2 separate regions of the Pan troglodytes genome follow, and region 1 is linked to region 2. The links are chromatin contacts, called in public HiChIP or PLAC-seq maps. All regions are on one chromosome and are shown on one strand. Each heading gives the region's core, a stretch centred on a gene start, on an enhancer-like site or on the middle of the called end of the contact. The rest is flanking DNA. Distances are from core to core; before and after follow the strand shown. Region 1 holds the start of VAT1 (vesicle amine transport 1). Region 2 holds the start of BRCA1 (BRCA1 DNA repair associated).

Region 1 (5,813 bases), core at 2,552-5,051, 100 kb before region 2:
CTGTCACCTGCAGCCATGTGTACCAAGACGCTGTGGCCAGGCCGTAGGTTGCCGAAGTCAAAGAGGACCATGTAGGCTGTAATGTAATTGACGAGCAAGGCAGCAGCTTCCTCAAAGGTCATGGCCTCAGGCATCAGGAAGGTCTGGACCGAGGGCACAGTCACCTCTTCCTGCCACATCCCTGACCGGTTCAACACCATCACCCGGTCTCCTGCCTTGAAAAACAGAAGAGTATCATTCAGTCACTCATTCATTCACCCACAGGCTATTTACTGATTTTCCCCTAGGTACAAGGCCACCTTCTTCCAAATGAAGTAGCAGGAGAAGCAGCAATAGTCATGGTAATAATAATAATAACATCATCATCAACAACAATAACAACTCACCTTTACTGAGTGCTGACTGAGGGCCGAGTCCGATTTCAAGTGCTTTATATATAATGCTTAATTAACCCTTACATCAGTTCTTTGAGGCAGATACTATCCTTATCATCTTCTTACAGATCTTACATGTCACTATTGTGTAAGATCCCTGAATGCAAGAAGCTTACAGTTAGGGCAGCATGAAGTATTATGGAAGAGATCAAACTGCTGTGGTTACAAAAGCGGTCTCAACTGTTTACTGACTGTGTGACTTCGGATGCATAAAAATTACTTAATCTTTTTGAGCTCCAGTTTTCCAGCTCCAGTTTTCTTATCTGTCAATTAGGGCAATTTTTCCAAATGGAAAAAAAAAATTTTAGCACAATGTCTGGCACATAATAAGCACTTAATAATGTTAGCTAACAATAATAATAATAATAATATAATAGCAGCAAGGAAGTCACACAACTAACCAAAAGAAGACAGCACTGTGTGGTCAGGGCCATACCAAAGTGCAGGCAAAGTTCTCTGAGCGCTTACAGCAGGGTGTGGTCACCTCGGGAGAAGTGTGTTTGAGCCAGCACTGGGAGCCCAGAAAACACCTTCACTCAGAGATGGTGCAGGAGGGGCAACAGAAAAGAAGGGCTACAGAGGCCTACGCAGCAGTAAAAGGCTTCCCCCCCACCCCCACGAGAGCCTCTGTGCAGGAGGGAAAGGGGACAAAGATAACAGAACCTTTCTCTCCAGCTTAGCAAGTGGGGTCAAGGGAAGGGCAGGGAAAAGGAGGGAGCGTCAGGAGAAAAGACTTCTCTGCGCTCTCTGAAGAGCATGAAGAGGGAGGTGTGGGTGCTGTTCTGGGGCAATCCGGGTCTGTCTTGATCCCTGCCAGGAATGATGGGAATTCTGTATATTAACAAGAGTTAGGGTCCATGGGGAAGGGGGATGGGACTGCCACTTACGCCCTTTTTCATGTCCTCAAGCCCCCACGCTCCACTGAATACGAGAACTGAGGGCATGCTGGGGTCTTTCCTTCCAAGTTCTGGCCTGAGATGAGGTCTGGAGAACAAGAACAGAAGCCCTCCACCCAGGGACTCAGGACTAGCAGATACAGAACAACCCAGGAGAGCTGCGAGGAGTGCATTGGTCATTTAGGGTCATGGCCAGTCCCAGATTTGACCCAGAACAAGTCTCACTTACCCTGGCTCATGCTAACCCTCAGGCCATCCAAATCAGGGCCATGACCCCTCCCCAGCCCAGACACCAGGAGGGAGGAGGAGGGAGAGAGAGAAGGAAGGGCCCTCCCCGCAGAATCCAGGCTCTTACATCAGATTCTTGCCCTGTACAGGATATCCTGTATTTACCAGGCGGAAAGTGTATGGAGGGGAGGTGAGGTGGGTGGCCTTCAGCAGTAACATGAACTACAACTACCTCCCGAAAATATTCCTCTTAGACGCCTGCTCAAGAGTGGGATCATTTAGAAGTCAGTTTGAGGGTGGGGCCAGAGCTGAATTCAGAGGAAAGCCTTAAGGAGAAGCTGTTTGCATACAGGATGAATCCAACAAACCTGGCTCCAGAATCGGGCTGGCAGGTCTGCAAGAGGCTGCATCTGAGGGGCCTCTCTTTGAGGGGTCTGATTTAAAAAGGAAACTCCTGGCCGAGCGCAGTGGCTTATGTCTGTAACCCCAGCACTTAGGGAGGCCGAGGTGGGCAGATCACCTGAGGTCGGGAGTTCGAGACCAGACTGACCGACATGGAGAAACCCCATCTCTACTAAAATACAAAATTAGCCAGGCATGGTGGCGCATGCCTGTAATCCCAGCTACTCGAGAGGCTGAGGCAGGAGAATCGCTTGAACCCGGGAGGCAGAGGTTGCGGTGAGCCGAGATCGCGCCATTGCACTCCAGCCTGGGCAACAAGAGCGAAACTCCGTCTAAAAAAAAAAAAAGAAAAAAAAAAGAAGAAAAAAAGAAACCTCTAAACAAATGGCGTGCTGAGGCCTCATCCCAGGTCTCTCAAAAAGCTGATCATTTTGAGCTCTCTGGTGTCCAGGGTTGTGGCCAAGATTAATGATAAATGAGAAGGAGAAACAGGCCTGCAGACTTGGCCAACCAGTTCAAGGCGCCACACCTCTCCGTTCCAGTCCAAACCCCTGGCACCGGGGTTTCTGAACTGGGGGTCCTCTGCAGGAGGAAGGCAGAGGTGGGTCCCCCCTTCCACTCCCCGCCCCAGGCATTCCCAAGGGCAGCCCCGGGTCGTGGCCCGATGGCTGAGGGCTGAGTCACAGGAGGAGGAGATACTGCAGTCACGGGAGACACAGAGCCCAAGACAAAGATCGGATGACCCAATCCCGCCTCCCCCACCCCAAAATCAGATCGGCGTGTAAGGCTGGTGGCGGTGGGGTAGCAAAGGCTCTCTCTCCTCCGTGATGGGCGTGTCTCGTCTCTTTGGCCTTGCTTTGGGAGGGGCCGCCTCACACCCCCACAGACCACGGGGCTGCATGTGACCAGGACTCTGGCACGGCCGCTGTGCCCCCGCCCAACCCCGACGACATAGCCCCTCAAGCTCCCTCGGGGAAAGGGGGCACTAACCGTCACTCATAATCACAGACCACAACTACCCAGAGAGTGTTTGGTGGGTAGGGGTACAGGTGTGGTTTTAATGGGGGGGGGGGGGTGGGTGGGGACGGTAGTGTGGTTGTGCGCATGCGCATGGGCACCTTATTGTTTTCCCCCCCCACCAACACAGCTTCTGGGCGGCGGCCACAACTAAAAATGGTTGGGGAAGGGGCGATAATTTCGTCTCCCCTCCCCACATAAATGCCGCTCTCCAGGAGCCCCCAAACACAAGTTCCTTGGCTACGCTTTCCACGCTCGTGCACCCAGGTCCGCGCCAGTTTCTCCCGCCCTGCCACACCCCCGGCGCCCGCCCACTCGTGCCCCACTGCCCAGTGGCCTGCGCAGCCCTGCCCTGCCCTACGCAACCCGCTCACCTTGCGGTCGCTGACTCCCTCGCCCACTGCGATCACAACACCCGCGCCCTCCATGCCCGGAGTGACAGGCAGCGGCGGGAGACGGTCGTACAGCCCCTGCCTAGCCATGAGGTCTGCGAAGTTGAGCCCGCAGGCCCGCAGACGCAGCGTCAGCTGGCCGGGCCCAGGGGCCGGGGGCGCTGCCGGCCGGCTCTGCAGCTTCACCTTGTCGTAGCCTCCAAAGCCGGTGAGCACTAGGCAGCGCAGCAGTGGCGGCGAGGCGGCGGTGGCTGCGGCCCCTTCGGAGGCCGCGGGCTGCTGGGGGTCGCTCGCTGCCTCGGTTTTCGGAGGCGGCGAAGAGGCGTCTTCCCCGGTCGCTGCCTCGGCTACCTCTCTCTCGGAGGACATGGCTGGGACTCCCGACGAGAGCGCACAGCTGGATGTAGAGTGCACAGCTGGGGAAGGCGGAACGAGTCGGGAAGAGCCGCGGCTGCGGGATCCAGCGGGAGGGGCGGGGCGCCGGGCGAGGCGGGGCCTCGCGCTCAGCCTTAAAGGGCCAGGGCCATAGTGGCGCAAGCTGGGAGAGCACGAAAAGGGGCACCAGGAACGTCTGTGCTCTTGGGATCAAGCCGACTGTGATTTATTTATTCATAGTAAACCTTATTCAAATTAAAAACTATTTTAAGGGATAGGCCTGGCGCGGTGGCTCACGCCTGTAATCCCAGCACTTTGGGAGGCCGAGGCTGGTGGATCATTTGAGGTCAGAGTTCAAGACCAGCCTGGCCAAAATGGTGAAACCCCCGTCTTTACTAAAAATAAAAAAGTTAGCCGGGCGGTAGTGGCGCGCGCCTGTAATCTCAGCTACTTGGGAGGCTGAGGCAGAGGAATCGCTTGAGCCTGGGAGGCGGAGGTGAGCCGAGATCGCGCCACTACACTCCAGTCTGGGCAACAGAGTGAGACCCTGTTAAAAAAAAAAAAAAAAAAAAGGGCTGGGGGGCGTGGCTCACGCCTGTAATCCCAACACTTTGGGAGGCCGAGGCGGGTGGGTGGATCACCTGAGGTCAGGAATTCGAGACCAGCCTGACCAGTATGGTGAAACCCCAGCTCTACTAAAACTACAAAAATTAGCCAGGCATGGTGGCAGGTGCCTATAGTCCCAGCTACTAGGGAGGCGGAGGCTGGAGAATTGCTTGAACCAAGGAGGCGGAGGTTGCAGTTAGCCAAGATCGTGCCGCTGCACTCCAGCCTGGGCTACAGAGGGAGACTCCATCTCGAAAAAAAAAAAGGCTGGGCACGGTGTCTCACGCCTGTAATCCCAGCACTTTGGGAGGCCGAGGCGGGCAGATTACGAGGTCAGGAGATTCACCTGGCTAACACGGTGAAACCCCGTCTCTACTAAAAAATACAAAAAATTAGCCAGGCGTGGTGGCAGGCGCCTGTAGTCCCAGCTACCTGGGAGGCTGAGGCAGGAGAATGGCATGAACCCAGGAGGCAGAGCTTGCAGTGAGTCGAGATCGCGCCACTGCACTCCAGCCTGGGCTACAGAGCGAGACTCCGTCTCAAAAAAAAAAAAAAAAAAAAAAAAAAAGTTAAGGAACAGTCCCAAAACTTGAACTTACATCAGATTTGGAGTTAACTCATATCAGATTTGGAGTCAGCCACCTGTGGACTGGAGTCCAACTACATTGTGTCTCAGGCTCTGACTCTACCTTTATGTAACCCAGGCAGGGATGAGACTTAATTCACTGTGGTCTTGCAGTGGCAAAGTAGAAGCATGGAGACCAAGCCTTTAAAACTTTCTGACTTTGGTGTTAACGTTCTGTTCCTCATTTTCCCTTCTGTAACATAGTGATGATGCTGCGTGCTCTAGTTATATTTATATTTTTATTTTTTTGATACAGGGTCTCACTCTGTCACCCAGGCTGAGCGAGGTGGGGCGATCACAGCTCCCTACAGCCTCAAACTCCCGGCTTCAAGCAATCCTCCCACCTCAGCCTCCTGAAGAGCTGGGACCACAGGCATGTGTCACCACGCCCGGCTAACTTTATGTTTTACTGCTCTTTGCAGAGCAGGGCTACCCCATAGGCAGCGTGCCTAGAGTGGCCAAACCTAGCTAAGTTTTGATTTTTTTTTCTAGAGAGAGGGTCTCGCTAATGTTGCCCAGGATGGCCTCAAACTCCTGCACGCAAGCAAGCCTTGGCCTCCCAAAGTGCTGAGTTTACAGGCGTGAGCCACCGCGCCCAGCTTCTAGTTATCTTTACAGAATTATTTGCAGCATATATTATTGACTCGAATTGCCTCGATATAAAAAAGCACTTTTTTTTTTTTTCGAAACTCTATTGCCCAAGCTGGAGTGCAGTGAGGCAATCTCGGCTCACTGCCACCTCCACCTCCCGGGTTCAAGCGATTCTCCTGCCTCAGCCTCCCGAGTAGCTGGGACTACGGGCACGCGCCACCACGCCCGGCTACTTTTTGTATTTTTA
Region 2 (6,475 bases), core at 1,628-4,127:
ACAAAATTAGCCGGCCACGGTGGCGTGCGCCTATAATCCCAGCTACTCAGGAGGCTGAGGCAGGAGAAGCGCTTGAACTTGAACCTGGCAGGCGGAGGTTGCAGTGAGCCAAGATGGCGCCACTGCACTCCAGCCTGGGCGACAGAGCCAGACTCCATCCCCCCCCCCGCAAAAAAAGGTCCAGGCCGGGCGCAGTGGCTCAGGACTGTAATCCCAGCACTTTGGAAGGCTGAGGCGGGTGTATCACAAGGTCAGGAGATCGAGACCATCTTGGCTAACATGGTGAAACCCCGTCTCTACTAAAAATACAAAAAATTAGCCGGGCATAGTGGTGGGCGTCTGTAGTCCCAGCTACTCGGGAGGCTGAGGCAGGAGAATGGCCTGAACCCGGGAGGCGGAGCTGGCAGTGAGCCAAGATCGTGCCACTGCACTCCAGCCTGGGCAACAAGAGCGAAAGTCTGTCTCAAAAAAAAAAAAAAAAAAAAAAAGAAAGAAATTAATCTAACAGGAAACAGAAAAAAGCAATGAAAAGCTAGAAAACATAATAGTTGACTGAAAATAACAATTTAGCATTTTCATTCTTACATCTTTAATTTTTATGTATCTGAGTTTTTAATTGATGGTTTAATTTGCCAGAATGAGAAAGAACATCCTATTTTTATGACTCTCTCCCATGGAAATGAAACATAAATGTATCCAAATGCCACACTATTGAGGATTTTCCTGATCACTGATTGTCATGAGTAAGTTTTGTGCTTTTTCAAAAGCAGTTTTTTCCTACAATGTCATTTCCTGCTTCTCTGGCTCTGATTTTCAATAAATTGATAAATTGTGAATCTTGTTTTCCTCTTATTTTTGTTTAGCTATAATGTTGAAGGGCAAGGGAGAGGATGGTTATTTATAAATCTTGTATCGCTCTGAAAACACAACATACATTTTCCTTAATCTGATTAACTTGACTTCAAATATGAAAAACAACTTTCATAAAGCCCAAAAGAATTTACCCTTTTTTATTGTGGGTAAGAGGCAATGGTACAACTTTTCAACTTATTTTTTGAATGTTACTCACTACTAACCATCACCATATTTAAAAAAATTAAAGAACTAATTTAGTTTAGTTTATTATTTATTTGACAAATGTTTATTGAGTGGCAACTAGGTCCCAAGTACCGTTCTAACTACTGAACATACAGATGTACGTAAACAAAACAAAAATCTCTCCCATCCTGGAGTTTACATTCTGTGGGACTAGAGATAAAAAATGGATACATTACATAGAATGTCAGCTAGTAATCAGTGTTATGGAGAAGCAGCAGGAATAGAAGATAAAGTGTGTGCTGGGGGTGTGGTAATTTTAAATAGGGGTGTCTGGTAATGAAAAGGTGGTATTTCAATCAAGATTTTTAGACCATGGCTGGGTGCAATGGCTCAGGCCTGTAATCCCAGCACCTTGAGAGGCCAAGGGAGGGTAGATCACTTGAGGTCAGGAGTTTGAGACCAGCATGGCCAACATAGCAAAACCCTATCTCTACAAAAGAAAAATACAAAAATGGCCGGACGCAGTGGCTTATGCCTGTAATCCCAGCACTTTGGGAGGCCCAGACGGGTGGATCACAAGGTCAGGAGATCAAGACTATCCTGGCTAACACGGTGAAATCCCGCCTCTACTAAAAAAAAAAAAAAAAATACAAAAAATTAGCCAGGCGTGGTAGTGGGTGCTTGTAGTCCCAGCTATTCAGGACGCTCAGGCAGAAGAATGGCATGAACCCGGGAGGCAGAGTTTGCAGTGAGCTGAGATCGCGCCACTGCACTCCAGCCTGGGCAACAGAGCAAGACTCCATCTCAAAAAAAGAAAAAAAAAATACAAAAATTAGCTGGGCATGGTGGTGCACACCTATCGTCCCTGCTACTCTGGAGGCTGAGGTGGGAGGATTGCTTGAGCCTGACGAGGTTGAGGCTGCAGTGAGCTGTGACAGCACCACTGCACTCCAGCCTCTCGACAGAGATCCTATATAAAAAAAAAACCTCTGCATTTCATTGTATGTAAATAAGTATGTAATTTCATTGTATGTACACAGCCAGTTTCAAACAAAGGTTCTTCCAAATACCTATCCTCTCAATGACACGGATCATCCATGTTTTTTTTTTTTTTTGAGATGGAGTTTAGCTCTGTCGCTGGAGTTCAGTGGTGCCATATTGGCTCACAGCAACATCCGCCTCCTGGTTCAAGTGATTCTCCTGCCCCAGCCTCCTGAGTAGCTGGGATTACAGGCACATGCCACTATGCCCAGCTAATTTTTGTATTTTTAGTGGAGAGGGGGTTTCACCATGTTGGCCAGGATGGTCTCCATCTCCTGACCTCGTGATCCTACCACCTTGGCCTCCCAAAGTGCTGGGATTACAGGCGTAAGCCACCGCCCTCGGCTTCATCCATGATTTTATTTTGCCATTTCAAGTGATGGAGCTTGTTTTAGAGCTGGAAGAAAAGCCAAAATGCCAGTTAATCTAAACTAGATTCCTGCCCCAGTGCAGAACCAATCAAGACAGAGTCCCTGTCTTTCCCGGACCACAGGATTTGTGTTGAAAAGGAGAGGAGTGGGAGAGGCAGAGTGGATGGAGAACAAGGAATCATTTTCTATATTTTTAAAGTTCTTCAGTTAAGAAAATCAGCAATTACAATAGCCTAATCTTACTAGACATGTCTTTTCTTCCCTAGTATGTAAGGTCAATTCTGTTCATTTGCATAGGAGATAATCATATAGGAATCCCAAATTAATACTCTCTTGTGCTGACTTACCAGATGGGACACTCTAAGATTTTCTGCATAGCATTAAGGACATTTTGTACTTCTTCAACGCGAAGAGCAGATAAATCCATTTCTTTCTGTTCCAATGAACTTTAACACATTAGAAAAACATATATATATATATCTTTTTAAAAGGTTTATAAAATGACAACTTCATTTTATCATTTTAAAATAAAGTAAATTTAAGATTTGGAAGGTTTTAGAATAATACAAACCAAAGAACTAATGACAACGTCCTTTATTTTTAAAGATTCTAGAAGTTGCTTTTTGTAATTAGACAACATAAATTCTGAATTTTTTCACATATCGCTGCCAACCCCTTGGGTCTTTTCCTTTCTCCAAGAAAGAGAAAGCTACAGAGGAGTGACTGACCGGGTAGGTGGTGGTAGCCTTAGCTTTCTCCAATGTTTCTGGTTGTTTTCTTTTTCTTGCATAAAACCAAAATCAACAACGACCAAACCAACACCAATCAAGGCCTCCCCGCCCCTAACCTTTCCCAGTGACCTGCTCTCATCTCTGGATCCTCCTCAAGCACATCCCTGCCGGCAGCATCTGTTACTACCGACGCTCTTCTACTTCCCTCTTGCGCTTTCTCAATGGCGCAAATGGATCCAGTTCTTAAGTTCTCCCTCCCACAAAATCCTGTCTCCTCCCCTTCCCAGACATATTCCTGGCACCTCTTCTTCCACAAGGTCCCATCCTCTCATACATACCAGCCGGTGTTTTTTTTTTTTTTTTTTTTTTTTGAGACAGTCTCGCTCTGTCGCCCAGGCTGGAGTGCAATGGCGCGATCTCGGCTCACTGCAACCTCCGCCTCCCGGGTTCTAGCGATTCTCCTGCCTCAGCCTCCCGAGTAGCTGGAGCGGCACCACGCCCGGCTTATTTTTGTATTTTTAGTAGAGACGGAGTTTCACCACGTTGGTCAGGCTGGTCTGGAACTCCTGACCTCGTAACCAGCCGACGTTTTTAAAGACATGGTGTCCCCCTCAAGGCATATTCCAGTTCCTATCACGAGGATTCCCCCACGGACACTCCGTGCCCCCTTCCTGATCCTCAGCGCTTCCCTCGCGACCTACAAATTGCCCCCCTCCCCAGGGTTCACAACGCCTTACGCCTCTCAGGTTCCGCCCCTACCCCCCCTCAAAGAATACCCATCTGTCAGCTTCGGAAATCCACTCTCCCACGCCAGTCCCCCAGAGCATCACTTGGGCCCCCTGTCCCTTTCCCGGGACTCTACTACCTTTACCCAGAGCAGAGGGTGAAGGCCTCCTGAGCTCAGGGGCCCAGTTATCTGAGAAACCCCACAGCCTGTCCCCCGTCCAGGAAGTCTCAGCGAGCTCACGCCGCGCAGTCGCAGTTTTAATTTATCTGTAATTCCCGCGCTTTTCCGTTGCCACGGAAACCAAGGGGCTACCGCTAAGCAGCAGCCTCTCAGAATACGAAATCAAGGTACAATCAGAGGATGGGAGGGACAGAAAGAGCCAAGCGTCTCTCGGGGCTCTGGATTGGCCACCCAGTCTGCCCCCGGATGACGTAAAAGGAAAGAGACGGAAGAGGAAGAATTCTACCTGAGTTTGCCATAAAGTGCCTGCCCTCTAGCCTCTACTCTTCCAGTTGCGGCTTATTGCATCACAGTAATTGCTGTACGAAGGTCAGAATCGCTACCTATTGTCCAAAGCAGTCGTAAGAAGAGGTCCCAATCCCCCACTCTTTCCGCCCTAATGGAGGTCTCCAGTTTAGGTAAATATAAGGAATAAGGATTGTTGGGGGGGTGGAGGGAAATAATTATTTCCAGCCTGCGTTGCGGAATGAAAGGTCTTCGCCACAGTGTTCCTTAGAAACTGTAGTCTTATGGAGAGGAACATCCAATACCAAAGCGGGCACAATTCTCACGGAAATCCAGTGGATAGATTGGAGACCTGTGCGCGCTTGTACTTGTCAACAGTTATGGACTGGAGTGTTGTTATGTTTTCGTATTTTGAAAGCAGAAACTAGGCCTAAAAAAGATAACTACAACTCTTTAGGGAGACTACAATTCCCATCCAGCCCCAGGAGTCTGGGGCAAGTAGTCCTCTAAGGTCAGTGGCCTGCGGGGATGCAGTGAGCGCCGAATTTGCCTGGGGCAGGGGAAATCCGCTCTGGCCCATGTCTGCGCACTCGTAGTTCCGCCTCTCAGCCCCAGTGTTTGTTATTTTTCGGGTTCAGCTTGCTTTTGCCCCGTCTCCGTCGACGCAATCGCCACCAGTCAATGGGGTGGTCGTTTTGAGGGACAAGTGGTAAGAGCCAATCTTCTTGGCGAAAACGCGGAGAAACGGGACTAGTTACTGTCTTTATCCGCCATGTTAGATTCACCCCACAGAGATAGCGGCAGAGCTGGCAGCGGACGGTCTTTGCATTGCCGCCTCCCCAGGGGGCGGGAAGCTGGTAAGGAAGCAGCCTGGGTTAGCTAGGGGTGGGGTCACGTCACACTAAGAGGGTTTGGAGAAGTTCAAGGGAGGAATCCTGCAAAGAAGAGGGGCGACTTTTTCCGTGTCTCCGGACAGCTAATCGTTTTAGTGACAGGATGAGAGAGCCCTTCGTGTTCTGAGGGACCGAGTGGGCGAAAAGCGCCGGAGAGTTGGAGAGTCTGTGGTTCAGAATGCGAGGTGACAACGTGCTAGCAGCCCTCGCTCGCTCTCGGCGCCTCCTCGGCCTTGGCGTCCATTCTGGCCATGCTGGAGGAGCCCTTCAGCCCGCCACTGCGCTGTGGGGGCCCCCTCTCTGGGCTGGCCGAGGCCAGAGCCGGCTCCCTCTGCTTGCGGAGAAGTGTGGAGGGAGAGGCGGGTGTGGGAACCGGGGCTGCGCGCAGCGCTCGCCAGCCAGCGCGAGTTCCGGGTGGGCGCGGGCTCAGCGGGCCCCGCACCCCCGGCCCCCGGGCAGTCAGGGGCCTAGCACCCGGGCCAGCAGCTGCAGAGGGTGCGCCGGGTCCCCCAGCACTGCCGGCCCGCCTGCACCCCGCTTGAATTCTCACCGGGCCCCAGCCGCCCTGCACGGGGCAAGGCTCAGGACCTGCAGCCCGCCATGCCCGAGCCCCCTCCCAACCCCTGTGAGCTCCAGCGCGGCCTGAGCCTCCCCGACGGGCACCGCCCCCTGCTCCTCAGCGCCCGGTCCCATCGACTGCCCAAGGGCTGAGGAGTGCAGGCGCCCGGCACAGCCCTGCGCAGGATCCACTAGGTGAAGCCAGCTGGGCTCGAGTCAGATGGGGACTTGGAGAACTTTTATGTCTAGCCTGAGGATTTTATATGCACCAGTCAGCACTCTGTGTCTAGTTTGGGGTTTGGGGATGCGCCAATCAGCACTCTGTATCTAGCTAATCTGGTGGGCACTTGGAGAACTTCTGTGTCTAGCTAAAGGATTGTAAATGCACCAATCAGTGCTCTGTGTCTAGCTCAAGGTTTGCAAATGCACCAATCAGCACTGTGTCTAGCTAAAGGTTTGTAAACGCACCAATCAGTGCTCTGTGTCTAGCAAATCTAGTGGGGACTTGGAGAATTTTTATGTCTAGCTAGAGGATTGTAAATGCACCAATCAGCACTCTGTGTCTATCTAGCTCAGGGATTGTAAATGCACCAATCAGCACCCTGTCAAAACGGACCAATTAGCCCTCTGTAAAATGGACCAATCAGCAGG

Evidence for each region. HiChIP or PLAC-seq counts read pairs in DNA pulled down with a chosen protein or histone mark.
Region 1: a contact with region 2 is called in an H3K4me3 HiChIP or PLAC-seq map of stem cell-derived excitatory neurons, with 7 times the contacts expected there. The contact joins the promoter of VAT1 here to the promoter of BRCA1 in region 2. A contact is called at or near these places in 1 of 7 Hi-C or Micro-C datasets (stem cell-derived neural progenitor cells) and 1 of 1 datasets of contacts at active chromatin or transcription factors (stem cell-derived excitatory neurons).

What each region holds. Positions count from the first base shown.
Region 1 is chr19:25,127,072-25,132,884 of NHGRI_mPanTro3-v2.0_pri, reverse strand. It overlaps VAT1 (vesicle amine transport 1), which reads right to left and starts at 3,801. Exons shown (of 6, transcript NM_001280091.1): 1 at 3,352-3,801; 2 at 8-215. The coding sequence starts at 3,738.
Region 2 is chr19:25,023,692-25,030,166 of NHGRI_mPanTro3-v2.0_pri, reverse strand. It overlaps BRCA1 (BRCA1 DNA repair associated), which reads right to left and starts at 2,877. Exons shown (of 22, transcript NM_001045493.1): 1 at 2,798-2,877. The coding sequence starts at 2,877. NBR1 (NBR1 autophagy cargo receptor) reads left to right here and starts at 4,240. Exons shown (of 20, transcript XM_063798537.1): 1 at 4,240-4,546.